Regions from separate parts of the Mus musculus genome. Here region 1 is linked to region 2. Evidence: chromatin contacts called from public HiChIP or PLAC-seq data. All regions are on one chromosome and are shown on one strand. Each heading gives the region's core, a stretch centred on a gene start, on an enhancer-like site or on the middle of the called end of the contact. The rest is flanking DNA. Distances are from core to core; before and after follow the strand shown. Region 1 overlaps Polk (polymerase (DNA directed), kappa). Region 2 overlaps Wdr41 (WD repeat domain 41).

Region 1 (6,882 bases), core at 2,212-4,711, 1.5 Mb after region 2:
CTGTTCCACATTCCATACCTCTCCCCTGCTCCTCTAGGATGTTCCCATCTCCCCACCCTACCAGACCTCTAAACTTCCTGGGGCCTGCATTCTCTGGAGAGTTAGGTGCATCTTCTCTGATTGAACCCAGACCCAGCAGTCCTCAGCTGTATATGTGTTGGGGGCCTCATATCAGCTGGTGTACGCTTGGTTGGTGATCCAGTATCTGAGAGATCTCGGGGGTCCAGGTTAATTGAGACTGCTGGTCCTCCTACAGGGTCACCCTCCTCCTCAGCTTCTTCCAGCTTCTCCCTAATTCAACCACAGGGGTCAGCAGCTTCTGTCCATTGGTGAGATGTAAATATCTGCATCTGACTCTTTCAGCTGCTTGTTGGGTCTTTCGGAGTGCGGTCATGCTAGGTCCCTTTTTGTGAGCACTCCATAGCCTCAGTAATAGTGTCAGGCCTTGGGACCTCCCCTTGAGCTGGATCTCCCTTTGGGCCTGTGGCTGAACCTTCTTTTCCTCAGGCTCCTCTCCATTTCCATTCCTGCAGTTCTTTCAAACAGGAACAATTATGGGTCAGAGTTTTGAGTGTGGGGTGGCAACCCCATAATTCGCTTGTTGCCCTGTCTTTCTGCTGGAGGTGAAGGAATCCTTTAGAGGAAATTTTAGTACTCTGACTTAGAAGGGTAGTTCCATTAGAGAGGTAAAATTCTGGTGCATTGTGCAGGCCTCCTCTAATCCCACCATCTGGGAGGCTGAAGCAGGAGGCTTTACAAGTTCTAGGCCTGTTAGGGCTACATGGCAACACACTATCTAAAACAAAGAAGTATATACTATTTACTCTCAAACATTGCTATGTATTGCACCTCACTGGAGATCTTTACACAAATCTTGATCCTCAAGTCTCAAGCCATACAAAATACGCCTGGGAGATTTGGATAACAGCGTTGAGATAGGCACGTGCTTTCAATGTCCTCCCAAGATTCAGGAAAAGGGAGGCTGTTATCTCTAATGGTCTGCATTAGAACTCTTTTCCCTTAACTGTTACATTCAGTCTAATATTTTACTTCAGCAATTCTGTTTCTTGACATTGTTCTAGGAAAGCAGGCAAATGTAATTCAATTATAATAACATACCATAACAATCCAGGAGAATCCCTCCATTTGCTTTGCCCTTTACATGTTAAAGTGCGTGAAAAGAAACATATTGAATGAATATGAATGCTTTTACATATACTTTACATATTAACTTATTTATATTTGTTAGCTGGCCAAACCTTCAGAATTGATTTGGCTTCTTAACTGTATCAGAACTGAGCTGTCGACAATATTGTGAGAAAGGTAAAGTTGGTTTACAGTTACCTCCCTGCCTGCTGATGCCCTCATTTTCATCAGGACACACTCAGTGTGGTTTATATGCCAATGGCTTCCAGGTTAATAGTGCTAGCTCCATGCCTGCCTGGCACCTTAAGTTTCAGTATGTCCAAAAAAGCAGGGGAGAGACTTGCAGGGAAGACAGCAGTAGTCGGAGAGAATGAGACGGATACACGAGAGGGTAAGAGCGGGTGAACATGACCCAAATCCATTTCATACATGTACAAAACTATTCAATAGAAATGTTTCTAAAAACCTAACCAGGCCAGCCCCACCAGCTCCTTTTCTCCTTCCAGGTGAGCCCGAGCACAGGGCATGGGAGTCACTCGGGATCCTTTCTTTTTCACACATCCATATCCAAACGATCAGGAAGTCCTGCAGACTCTCACCACGCATCCTGAGTGTAACTGAGTCTCACTTCCCTCACTGCTGACACAGCAATGGGAACCACCATTAATCTCGGGCCTGGATGACTACAACACGTGCTCTGATTCTGCCTCTGCTCTCCTGCAGTTTGATTATCAACTCGGAAGTCCAACTAATCTATTTGTTTCTTTTCCACCTTCCTCCCTGCAAGAGAAATGTGCATGCAGGCGTGCGTGTGCGTGCGTGTTTTCGTGCGTGCGTGCACGTGCTCGTGCACGTGCTTGCATTTTGTGGAGGCTGAAGCTGACGTTAGGTATTTTTCTCATGGCTCTCACTTTAGACTGAGGCACGGTCTCTAGAGGAAGCTGGAGCTCATCAACTCTAACTAGTTTAACTAGTCAGCTAGCGGGGGTGGGGAGCCTGTCTTTGTTTTCTGAGCGCCGGGATCACAGATGAGCACCAACGCTAGCTAACACCTTGCTGGCTTTTCATGTGGGTTCTAGGGATCTGAACTATGGTCCTCAGGCCCAGTGTTCTATCCTCAGCGTCCCAACTGATCCTTTAAAGACACAAATTAGATCATAGCACTTTTTGGCTGCATAGTGTACAATGCTATTCTATCTCATTTCAGAGTAAAGTCTAAAATCCTTAAAATGACTTCCCTGGCTCCAAAGGATCTAGATCTGCTGGGTGTGGTGGTGCAACACCTTTGATCCCAGTGCTGAGGAGACAGAGGCGGGTGGATTTGTGAGTTCAAAGCTAATTTGATCTACACATTGAGTTCCAGGACAGCCATGAATACACAATAAGATGCTGTCTCAAAAACAAACAAACAAACAGAACACCTACAAGGTACAAAGACAGTTAAGAATCTAGGCCCTTGCTGCGTCTCAACTAGCACAGTTGTCTGACCCTTGCCTCCTCTTTCACGGCTCTCTAGCCACAGTGTCCTCCTTGCTGGTTCTCAGTGCAGCCTGTGACATTCTAGTCTGGAGACCTTTGGCACTGTCTTGTCCTGCATGGGACTTCATGTACATCAGATAGCATCTTGGTTAAATTTTCACATCTGTTTCAAGCCTTTGTTGAAACGTTGCCTTCTCACTGAGGGCAGCAAACCCTGACCTCCTAGTTTTCAATTGAAACCACATCTTTTTGATTATTTCTACATCAAAGACAAAGTTATCAGACCAAGCTAATAGTTATACATTGTGTCCTAAATATTCTCTAAAGGCTTAGTCTCTAAGGTAGTGATGTGAGGAGTGGTGTAACTTTTAAAGGATGGGGCTCTAACGGCAGGTCCTTGGGGGTGGGGCATCATGATGCTTCCATCAGTTCTTCACCACAGTTCTTCACCAATCATGGACTTGACTCTCCAGAACTGTGAGCTGAAATAAACCCTTCCTCCTTAGAAGGCGCCCACCTCCAATGTCTGTCAGGACAAGACAGTGTGGCGAATGAGTAAAAACTCACGAGTTTTAGTGTCTGAATCTCCAGGAATTTTTTTTTTTTGACATTATCATCTATGTTACTGTAGTGAGTCTGCTTTTGCATTTTTATGAATATTTACCTAACTCTTCAAGGTTTCTTAAATCTCTCATTAGTTCTGGTCGTCCTCTTCTTGTTGTTTCTTCAGTGAGTATATCTAGAAATTTCTGGTGAAGATGTTCATATAACATTACAAGTATAATGACTTCCCTATTTTTGCAGGAAGTAGTGAGCCTTATTTCAAGTGGCTTCGTTTGATCAGCAGATACTGTTAAGGGCTCAGCATGGTACCCAATATGTGATAAGCTCTCAGTTAGTTATTCTTGCTGCTGTTATGAATCCTAAGCCAAACTTCCAGAGCTGTGCGGTTTACTATAAGTCTTACTTCTCTCTAGGTAAAGGCTACAAAAGGGCCCAGGCAAGCATCCCCAAGGAAAACTGAAAGCTCACAGAGAACACAGGTGGGTTTTGTTTGTACTCAAATTAGTATTTATGCTATGATTGCTAAGCCTCATCACAAGTAGAATAAACCAGATGAATGGATGCAACTGCAACCTTGAAAAGAACGATGGTCAACATTTTTATAGCCTGAAATGACACGATACAGTCTGGTTCACTACGAAGCAAACGGAAACGCACAATTCCCAGTGCACAGACTAAAGGACAACCTCTTCTGCAAAACGAAATAAAACAGACGTGTGCAGCTCAAAGGAAAGAATTCTTGGTTCCTGTGGTTTGGGACAGTGGTTGAAGAGAACATTTTCTCTGGAAATCTTCAAATTCTTCCCAGGCCGATTCTATTGCTGACTCGTCAGATTACCACTTAAAAACACAAAGCAAACCCTGTGTGTTTGGTGGTAATGAAGGATGGAAACTTGCAATGTTTCAAAAGGAATTCTAAGGGAGAGGTTTCAGGATGGGGGCTTCTTCTAAAATGTACACAAAAGCATGCCAACAACATCATGAGTACGTGGCATATTGACCAAAGTAGTCTGAATGAATTTACCAGCAAACCTGATGAATCTAACCCTAGGGAGCAGACAGTGGGAAGGGACAAAGGGGAAGAAACATGAAAGGGACACCGAGCTAAGCAAGCTCCTGTGTGGAGCACGTTTTCATTTCTAATATATTGTGAAGAGTCAAGCCCCATACGGAGAAAACCTAAACATATATTAGACTAGTATTTTTTACAACTCCCAGATGTTCAAGTATTTATGTTTTCATCAACAGATTAGATACCTTGTGCGGTATTGTAAACTGCAATTATTCTTTTACCAACCAATTTAAAACACAATGAATTGAGATTACTCTAAATTTAAGTCTTCAAATGAATAATCAAATAATTATTAATAAACATAAGATCCCTTTTCATTTTTATTTATTATAAGTTATATCTTAAACTTTAAAGATAAGTCACAACCCCGACATTAACAGATTATTTTTCCATGTTTCTTTCAAACTATTTTACATACTCATAAATGAAACCATATGTCCACAGTTTTATATAATGGGAATGAAAACACAGATGCAACATTGTGTTTTCAAAATGCAAAACACTTGGCTTGAATTCACTTTTTAAGTCTTTGTAAAAAGAGCTGAGGATATATGCCGGAGGCATAAGGCTTGCTTACAAACTCAAGGTCCTGAGCACTGAAAAGAGGAAGCGGTCAAAAATAATTTAGCCTAAATTATTTTTTCTATGTCCATGTATCATATAGAAACGATACAAATAACAAAGCCCTGATCGTTATAAACTAGGAGTATGTATGCAAAAGAAGACTCAAGTTGTTACCAGAGACAGAAAATTGCTTTTGGGGACCTGTGGTGGTTTGAATGAGAATGGTCCCCAGCGCTCATATATTTGAATGTCAGGTTCTCAGGTGATGCAGCTTGCAGCTCAGACATGAGTCCTCAGCTACTGCTCCAGCAGTGCCATCCTCCCCGGCACAGTGATCACTGACTAGCCCCTCTTACACTGCACACAAGCTCCCCGTTAAATGCTTTCTTGTATAAGGTGGCTTGGTCATGTCTCGTCACACCAATAAGACAGTAACTATTAAGATACTCTTATTTATTGATTTAGGGACAGGGTCTCACTCACTATGTAGCCTGAATAGCCTTGACTAGTGATCAATCCGCTTAGCGCCTGTACCTCCAGACGGGTGGGATTACAAATGTGCAGCACCATACCTAATCCATATACTCTCTGATTGTCATTAGCCTATTTATTTAGCTGGTCCCAGTGAAGAATGGGATAGAAGCCAATCAAAAATATCTACTCTTATCTACAGAGATATAATTGGAAACTATCTCCCTTTCAGTCCAAGATGTCCTTGAACTTTGGCTCCTCCTTCCTGAGTGCTGAGATTACAGATAAGTACTAAGTTCAGGAAATCTATCTTCTTTAGTAGAGAATAAGAAATACTCTGAAACCCATTAAATAACGTATCAGTTCAAAAGTAAACTCCCGAGTCCAGTTTGTGCTTTTCAGTTTTGCTGATGAGCTGCACGCTTTGGAAAGGCTTCCTGGCTCTGTAACAGTGAAAACACACCCAGGAAGGAAGTAAACAGAGTCAGGAACACATAAAATTATGAAAAGCTAAATTTATGTTATGTGTGTGTGTGCATGTGCTCGCTCACTCGCTCGCCTGCATGTTTGTGTGTGCAGATGTACATTTGTGAGTATGTGGTGGCCAAAGAACCACCTCACGTATCATTCCACAGGCACCATCTGCCTTTGTGTGTGCGTGTGGTTGTGTATGTAGAGGTCAGACAACCACTCCTCAGGCACTCCCAGCATTTGCTTCAGAGTCTCTGCTTGGCCTAGAGCTTAGCCAAGCAGGCTAGACTAACTGGCCAGCAGGCCTCCCAGAACTGCATCTCATTACTGGATCTGGGCACTTGCCACGGTGCCTGGCAGTTCACACAGGTTCTGGGAATCTGAACTTAGGTCCTCACATGTATAAGGGAAACATTTTACCTACTGAGCCACCACCCAAGCCCCATCCACCTTTCGTTTGAGACAGGGTCTCTCACTGGCCCGGAACTCATCATCGATGGCCAGGCAATAAGCTCCAGCATTGATTCAGGCCTGGCTCCCCGCCCCCTCCCCCCCCCCTTAAAGATAGATTCTCAGGATCAAACTCAGATTTACTGATTGAGCTATCTCCCCAGTCAGCAAATGTGTATTTTCCAGAAGTTCACTATTTTGAGGATTGTTGACTCCAGGGAAGCTAGCATGAAGAGGCAGGCTGACAAGTTCTTGGCTACTAGATCATGGCAGCAAAAATATCTGTTCATATAAAGGAAATGCTGAGCAGATGAATTCTGTTTCATCTGAGATTTATGGTAAGGTACACAAATTCTAAGGGACGTGTACATATGTCCTTAGAGGAGGATAAAAAGAACGCCTCTCCTATAGAACACTTTCTGATATTGTACTGTTACAATATTTAATTTTACAATCTATAAATTTACTATTCAAATATAAAATGACAAAGGAAAGCTGGTGATGGGGCAGGGTTATGTTGCTAATGAGAAACTGAGTTATTATGCTATATTCTATGCTATTGGAAGGAAACAAATATCTACTAAACTCAAGACGTTCTATACAAGCTGTTCTTTTCTTGTTCTTTCATGACTCCGCCTTGCAGACCGTTCTGAGGCTGCTTCTGA
Region 2 (5,998 bases), core at 306-2,805:
ACTGGACATTTGGCTGTCAGGCGGTAGTGACCTAGGCGTGTGGAACCGAAAGTTAGATCTGCTGTGTAAAACCAGCCACCTATCCGACACAGGTAAAAACCAGCCAGGGTAGCTGTGAGACACAGCTGATAGGCTGTAAATGACACAGCTGGGTCTTTAAAGAGACATAATCACAATATACAGGTCCATGGGGATTTCCTTTGTGTTGTTGCTGTTGATTATAGGTAGCCATATTTGATGAGTATTTTCACGTGACAAATAATTTAGTGAACATTTACACTCATGTGTGTATCTTATTCATGCCAAGACTTGGGTTTCAGTGTGTGTGTGTGTGGTTTTTTTTTTTTTTTTTTCATTTTTTTGAGACACGGTTTCTCTGTATAGCCCTGGCTATCCTGGAACTCACTCTGTAGACCAGGCTGGCCTCAAACTCAGAAGTCCACCTGCCTCTGCCTCCCAAGTGCTGGGATTAAAGGCGTGTGCCACCACCGCCCAGCTCAGTGTGGTGTTTTTATATGTAGATGCAGTGTGTTTGGAGGGTAGCCACCGGTCCTGTCATCCTCATTAGCCTTCTCCTCCTGACAAGTCACCCTTCCTCCACAGATGGGAGAAAGCATTGCCTTCTCACATGCGGCTTATTTTATGTCTGATGGTGATCTTCTGTTTCATCTCTTTTCTTGAAAATGATAGGATTTTGCTCTCTATGGCTGATAATACTCCACTGTGCGGATATGCATATCACATCATCACTGTGTGTATGCGTGTGTACATACCATCTTCATCCATTCATCCATTGATGAACACACAGGCTTGATTCCATTACCTCCCTTTTTTAAATAGTGTCACAGTGAACATGGATGCACATAGAGTACATGATAACCTTTGTGTACTTTCAGTACAGACCCATACCCAAGTGTGGGATAGCAGAATCGTGACCAGTTAGTATTCCACGGTTTGGTTGGTGTATTTTTATATATGTGTGTGCACATATATGTGTGTATTGTGTGTGTTCATGTATATGTGTAGCGCGCGCGCGCGTGTGTGTGTGTGTGTGTGTGTGTGTGTAGGGCATAGACGATGTATGACACATGTATGAAGGTCAGAGGATAACCAGTGAGAATCCTTGTCTTCCATGGTGTGGGTCCTCAGGTTCCCAGGCTTGGTGGCAAGCACCTTATCCACTGAGCCAACTGACTGGTGCTTTAGGGAACATTTCCTGCATTTAAAATTCTTCTTGAAGAAGGAAGATTTTCATAAGTTGAAAGCTAGCCTGGGCTATGAGTGAGACATGCAAAACCACTCTCCTGCCTCTTCCACGTCCATCTCGTGCTCTCTCACGTTTCTTCCATCTATTCCATGTGGACACAAATCACACTTATGCCCACAAGGAGAACTTAGTGCAGGCATCGCAGCAGTGCTTCTAGGCTATGACTGTCAGGAAGGAACACCAGTGAGTGGGGCATCTGCATTTGCATATGACACATTACATATATCACATAGCAAAGCGGGAAGACTAACTTTGTTAAATAATTTTTTTGTTAACACGTTCCAGTATTTCAACCTTTTAATGCTTGAAGCTGTGGTTAGCCTGAAACCATTTTATGATCTAGCTCTGAAAAGATATTCATTACTGTGTGCTTAAGGCCAAGCACAGTGTCCCGAACAGCTACTCAGGAAGCTGACAGGGACTGTGGTAAGCCATATAGCAAGACAACAGCAGCCACAGTAACCAAACCCCACATACGAAACACTCTGCACGTGATAAGTGGTGTGGAGGTTTAAAGTCATCTTAACACCTGTCATCTCGGAACTAATTAGCACTAATTAGCCGTAACCTCGCTGTTTGCAGGCCACTTCTTAGCCTTGACAGAGGGTGTTGAGATAGGACTGACTGGCTCTGCACAGGACAGTCACTTCCTCTGCGCTCTCATGCAAATGCTCTGACAGTCATTGTTGCAGGAGCAGGTAGACAGCCAACTTGGTGTCCTCTGACCTGCTCAGGCTGACGCTGTCTACCTGGAGGTAGTGTCCAGTCTCACAGTCTAAAAGCTCGGTCCTCAAGGTAGTTCCCTACGTCATCATTTCAGTCTCTCTCTCTCTCTCTCTCTCTCTCTCTCTCTCTCTCTCTCTCTCTCTCTCTCTTTCTTATATTTTTGACACCCTGATTATAAATCATGATTCAGCTTGCTAGAGTGGCTTACAGAACTAAGGGAAACACATCTGCCCACTTTAGTTCTATTACAAGAGCACCGAAGAAGAAATACCAAGGGCAAGGTGGGAGGCCGGGGCACAGAGACTCTATACTCCCTAAGTGTGCTCCCTGCAGGAACTGTCGTATGTCCAGCTTTACTGAATCCATCTAAATCCTGGGTTATTTTTTTTTAATGGAGGCTTTATTATGGAGATATGGTCAATTAAGCCATTGGTTACTAGTGACCAACATTACTTTCTGCCACTCTCTGCTTGGAGGTCAAGGGGTAAGGCTGAAAGTGCCAACCTTGCCCTCCTATCTTGGTCCTTCTAATGAGCAGCTCTCATCCCAGAACCACCAGTGACTGGCCAGAGCGAGTCATCTCGTTAAAACACAGGGTCCAGAGACTTAAAGGATTTTAAGGGTTGTGTCAGCAAACAGCACGGAGGCCAGATATCTTTTGCATTGCTATACCATCTTACCTAGTGCCAGGGAACATGCATAGTCTTGAATTTACATGGAGGGAAAACCACGGTTTCATAGCTCACTGAAGTAGCCATCAAATGGTGGTTGTGGTGCTTGGCCTAAGGGGTGCCTGGTACTATACGGGAGTGTTGAGTATACCACGTTAGCACTGCAGGAGCAATACTCAGAGCCTGGTAATGTGTCCAAAGTGTCTTCCAAAGGTACCGAAACTTACTCAAAACTCAGTTTCCATGTGTGAGCAAGAAAGGAAGTGTTCATATAGCATGTTCTAAGTATGTTTTATGGGAAATGACTAATATCAAGTTAAGAAAGTTTTGTTTTTGACGTAAGCCATGGTAGAAAATGATTTCCTTGTTTTATATCTTTTTTTTTTCCGGAAGGGATCAGTGCTTTGGTTGAAATCCCTGGGAACTGTGTCGCCGCAGCAGTGGGCAGAGAATTGAGTGAGTACATATCTATACATGGCTACAAGGCTACATGAATGTATACATACACGTATACCAGGAAGACAGAAGCGGTTTTATTTCAGAGATGTCTGCCTCTGCCCTAGCTCTGGTCTTTGATGTTGTTGAAATGACACAGGGTAAACCATTTTCAAAGTGTTAGATCAGACTTCTTCTTGTCAACATATTACAATATTACCGTCTTCTGTTAGTTTGATTAAACAATCTATTTCCTTTTCTAAAATCTCTCAGCAGTAAGTGTTTCCACTTAAAGTTTATTCACATTAAGAAGAGTTCTCTTTGATATCAGCTGGGAGACTTGCTGACAGCCACACTTTGAATGTAAAAGACTATTAGAATTTAATAATCTTGTAGAGTCTTTGACTGTTGGCAAAATATTGTCAGAGATACAGGTAGAAATGTGTCATGATGTATTTTCCAGAGAGGGATGTGAGGAGAAGAAAGTCATGGAGAGTCGATTAGTGCCACCCGGGGAGGATGTGAGCCCTCAGCACTTTCTGTATGAGGCGGGCTTGTCTCTGAGCATCCACAGCTCTGTCTCCCGTGGCTCATCAGAGCGCGTATGCACTGGTGTCAGCCTGCCCACAGGCCTTCTGTCTGCTGCAGACTCTGGGCATTTGGTAGCGGTAACTGGGCCTGGTCACATGTGGTAGCTGGAACTCCTAGAGTGTCATAGATGTTTTGTAAATGTTGGTTAAGAGAACCACTTGATTTTATTTTATTTTAAGTTTTATGTGTTGATTAAAATTAGGACTTACAGTTTAAATAAAACTATTTTTGAAGTCATATAATAAATCAAGGAACATATTCAACGTCTATAGTCATGAAATTAAAAGCTATATTCTCAGAGAATTTATAATTGAATAGTATACCAAAAATATGAAAAGTTGTTTTCACTTTGGGCTCTTATTTTTAACAGCTTTTTTTTTTTTTTTTTTTGATAGTTGTTGAAGCCTTTACTGAGTTGAAGGCCATGAATTTGTAGCTTATCTTGTGGCAGTGCTTACTGGCCTGGACACACAAGGAGAGAGAACTGATAGTGGAAATGACTGGGGAGGCGGGGCAGAGGGACAGAGCAGGGGTTGGTGGTGGCCAGTCACTGGCCTGGGCAGGAACCGAGTGGTATTCCTGACATACAGTGGAGACTGAGGAGGCAGCAGGGTTTGGTAGTGGGTTTGGAAGTCAACAAAGGAAGCAAGGTGAAGAAAACCCTGCCTTAGGGTTTTTGTGCATATTTTACACATCTCAAGCCTTTGGAAGAAATGGTCTAAGCTGGTGTAAACAGGTTCTTTGTGGAGATTTTTTTTTTCCCATGCAACATATATTTTTCACTTAATGCTTTTTGAGCAGAAAGATGGTTTTTGGACATTTTAGTAAAATGACTGTCTTTTAGTAATTTTTAGGCTTGTGACACCCACAGAAGAATTGCCGGAATGGGATATTATTGAAGTTAAACGCCTTCTTGATCACCAGGACAATATTCTGTCATTGGCTAACATCAATGGTAAGCTCATTGTGTACATTCATGTTATGTAGGGTTTCAGAATTTCCAACTCTAGCATTTCAGAATTACTGTTATAATAGTGGTTTAGATTAGTGTTACTCTAAGCTTTGAGACAGGAGAGCCTGGCTCAAGCCTCCTAGTTTGGCATGGCCAATAGACTAAGGCAAAACTATCCTAAGGAACTATTTGGTACTTGGTACTTCATCGTAGGCCGTGAATTCCAATGCTTGTAATATTCTAGCATTCTTCACAAGTGGCTCTACCTGTATCAATGTCGGTGAGTGAGTATGACATCAGATGTCAGGAGAGGATCACAGACTGGGCTGTTAGCATTTCGTTAGTTCTTGTGTCCCCAGAGTCAGCGTCTTCTCCTCTTTAGCCAGCATCTTTCAAAACCCAGGTGCATGCCTTTCCAAGGATGAGATCATCTGAGGTGCTGGTCGTAACTGTGGCTGGGTACCCCTGTATCTCTGTCTGTGAATGGTAGCTCAGAAAGCAAGTTCTTAAGTGGACAGCAGTCCTTTGAGCCCTCTGGGAAACTCAGAGCCCTGCTGAAGTCCTGCAGCTTCTAAGGAAAGCAGGGCAGGCCTGGCCCATCGTGCTGGTTATGCCTAGATACAGGTCTTATTGTTATGGTTAAGTACTGACATCATTGTGCCTTCAATGAAGATGAAAGATTATTGCTGAGTGAGCCTTAGATAGCTTCACGGTCCAGCCTTTGCTGTGCAGTGTACTGTTAGGCATAGAACTTCTTGTAATTTTTTATTTTATTTTAGTTTTTGCTGCCCTGCTTCTTTTTTTCCCTCACACACCTAACGCCAGTGACCAGTTACTGGGCTTACATATCATAACAGAAATGCATTTATAAAAAAACCTATTTCTTGCCAGGTGTAGTAGTGCAGCCCTTTAATCGCAGTACTGGGGAGACAGAGTAGGGGGCCAGCCTGACCTACAGAGTTCTACACAGAGAAACCCTGTCTTGAAAAACCAAAAATAGACAGACAGATAATTTTAAAACATTTTTAGATTATAATATAATTACAGCATTTCCCCCTTCCTGTTCCTCCCTTCATACCCTCCCATATATCCTTCCTTGTTTTCTATAAAATTCATGGCCTCTTTTCATCAGTTGTTGACACATACACACATGTATAAATACACTCACATATACACATATGTATGTATGTATGACCTGCTTAGTCTGTATAATGTTACTTGTATGTACGCTTTCAGGGCAGACCAGTTGGTATTTTGAAGGCATGGAGAGACAGCTCAGTAGGCAGGAGAACTTTCCGTGCAAGCATGAGGCCAGCTCCTAGAACTCACACTGAAAGCCACATGTAGCTGTGTGTT

Evidence for each region. HiChIP or PLAC-seq counts read pairs in DNA pulled down with a chosen protein or histone mark.
Region 1: a contact with region 2 is called in an H3K27ac HiChIP or PLAC-seq map of the HPC-7 cell line, with 11 times the contacts expected there. The contact joins two enhancer-like sites. A contact is called at or near these places in 7 of 484 Hi-C or Micro-C datasets (the C2C12 cell line, the G1E-ER4 cell line, embryonic stem cells and 1 more) and 3 of 115 datasets of contacts at active chromatin or transcription factors (the HPC-7 cell line, embryonic stem cells and stem cell-derived neural progenitor cells).

The regions. Positions count from the first base shown.
Region 1 is chr13:96,526,285-96,533,166 of GRCm38.p6, forward strand. All of the region lies in intron 1 of Polk (polymerase (DNA directed), kappa), which reads right to left. Among named protein-coding and RNA genes, the nearest start is that of Polk, 13 kb to the right of the region's middle. Within about 2 kb of position 3,462, at least 17 of the 459 cell types and tissues checked have an H3K27ac peak or open chromatin away from gene starts, as enhancers often do. A contact at or near this core is called in the HPC-7 cell line, where this site is marked.
Region 2 is chr13:95,005,751-95,011,748 of GRCm38.p6, forward strand. Wdr41 (WD repeat domain 41) reads left to right here. Exons shown (of 14, transcript NM_172590.3): 7 at 1-92; 8 at 3,058-3,120; 9 at 4,535-4,645. Gm48350 (endochitinase A-like) reads right to left here. Exons shown (of 2, transcript XM_030247537.1): 2 at 4,896-5,998. Among named protein-coding and RNA genes, the nearest start is that of Gm48350, 6.1 kb to the right of the region's middle. Within about 2 kb of position 1,556, at least 24 of the 459 cell types and tissues checked have an H3K27ac peak or open chromatin away from gene starts, as enhancers often do. A contact at or near this core is called in the HPC-7 cell line, where this site is marked.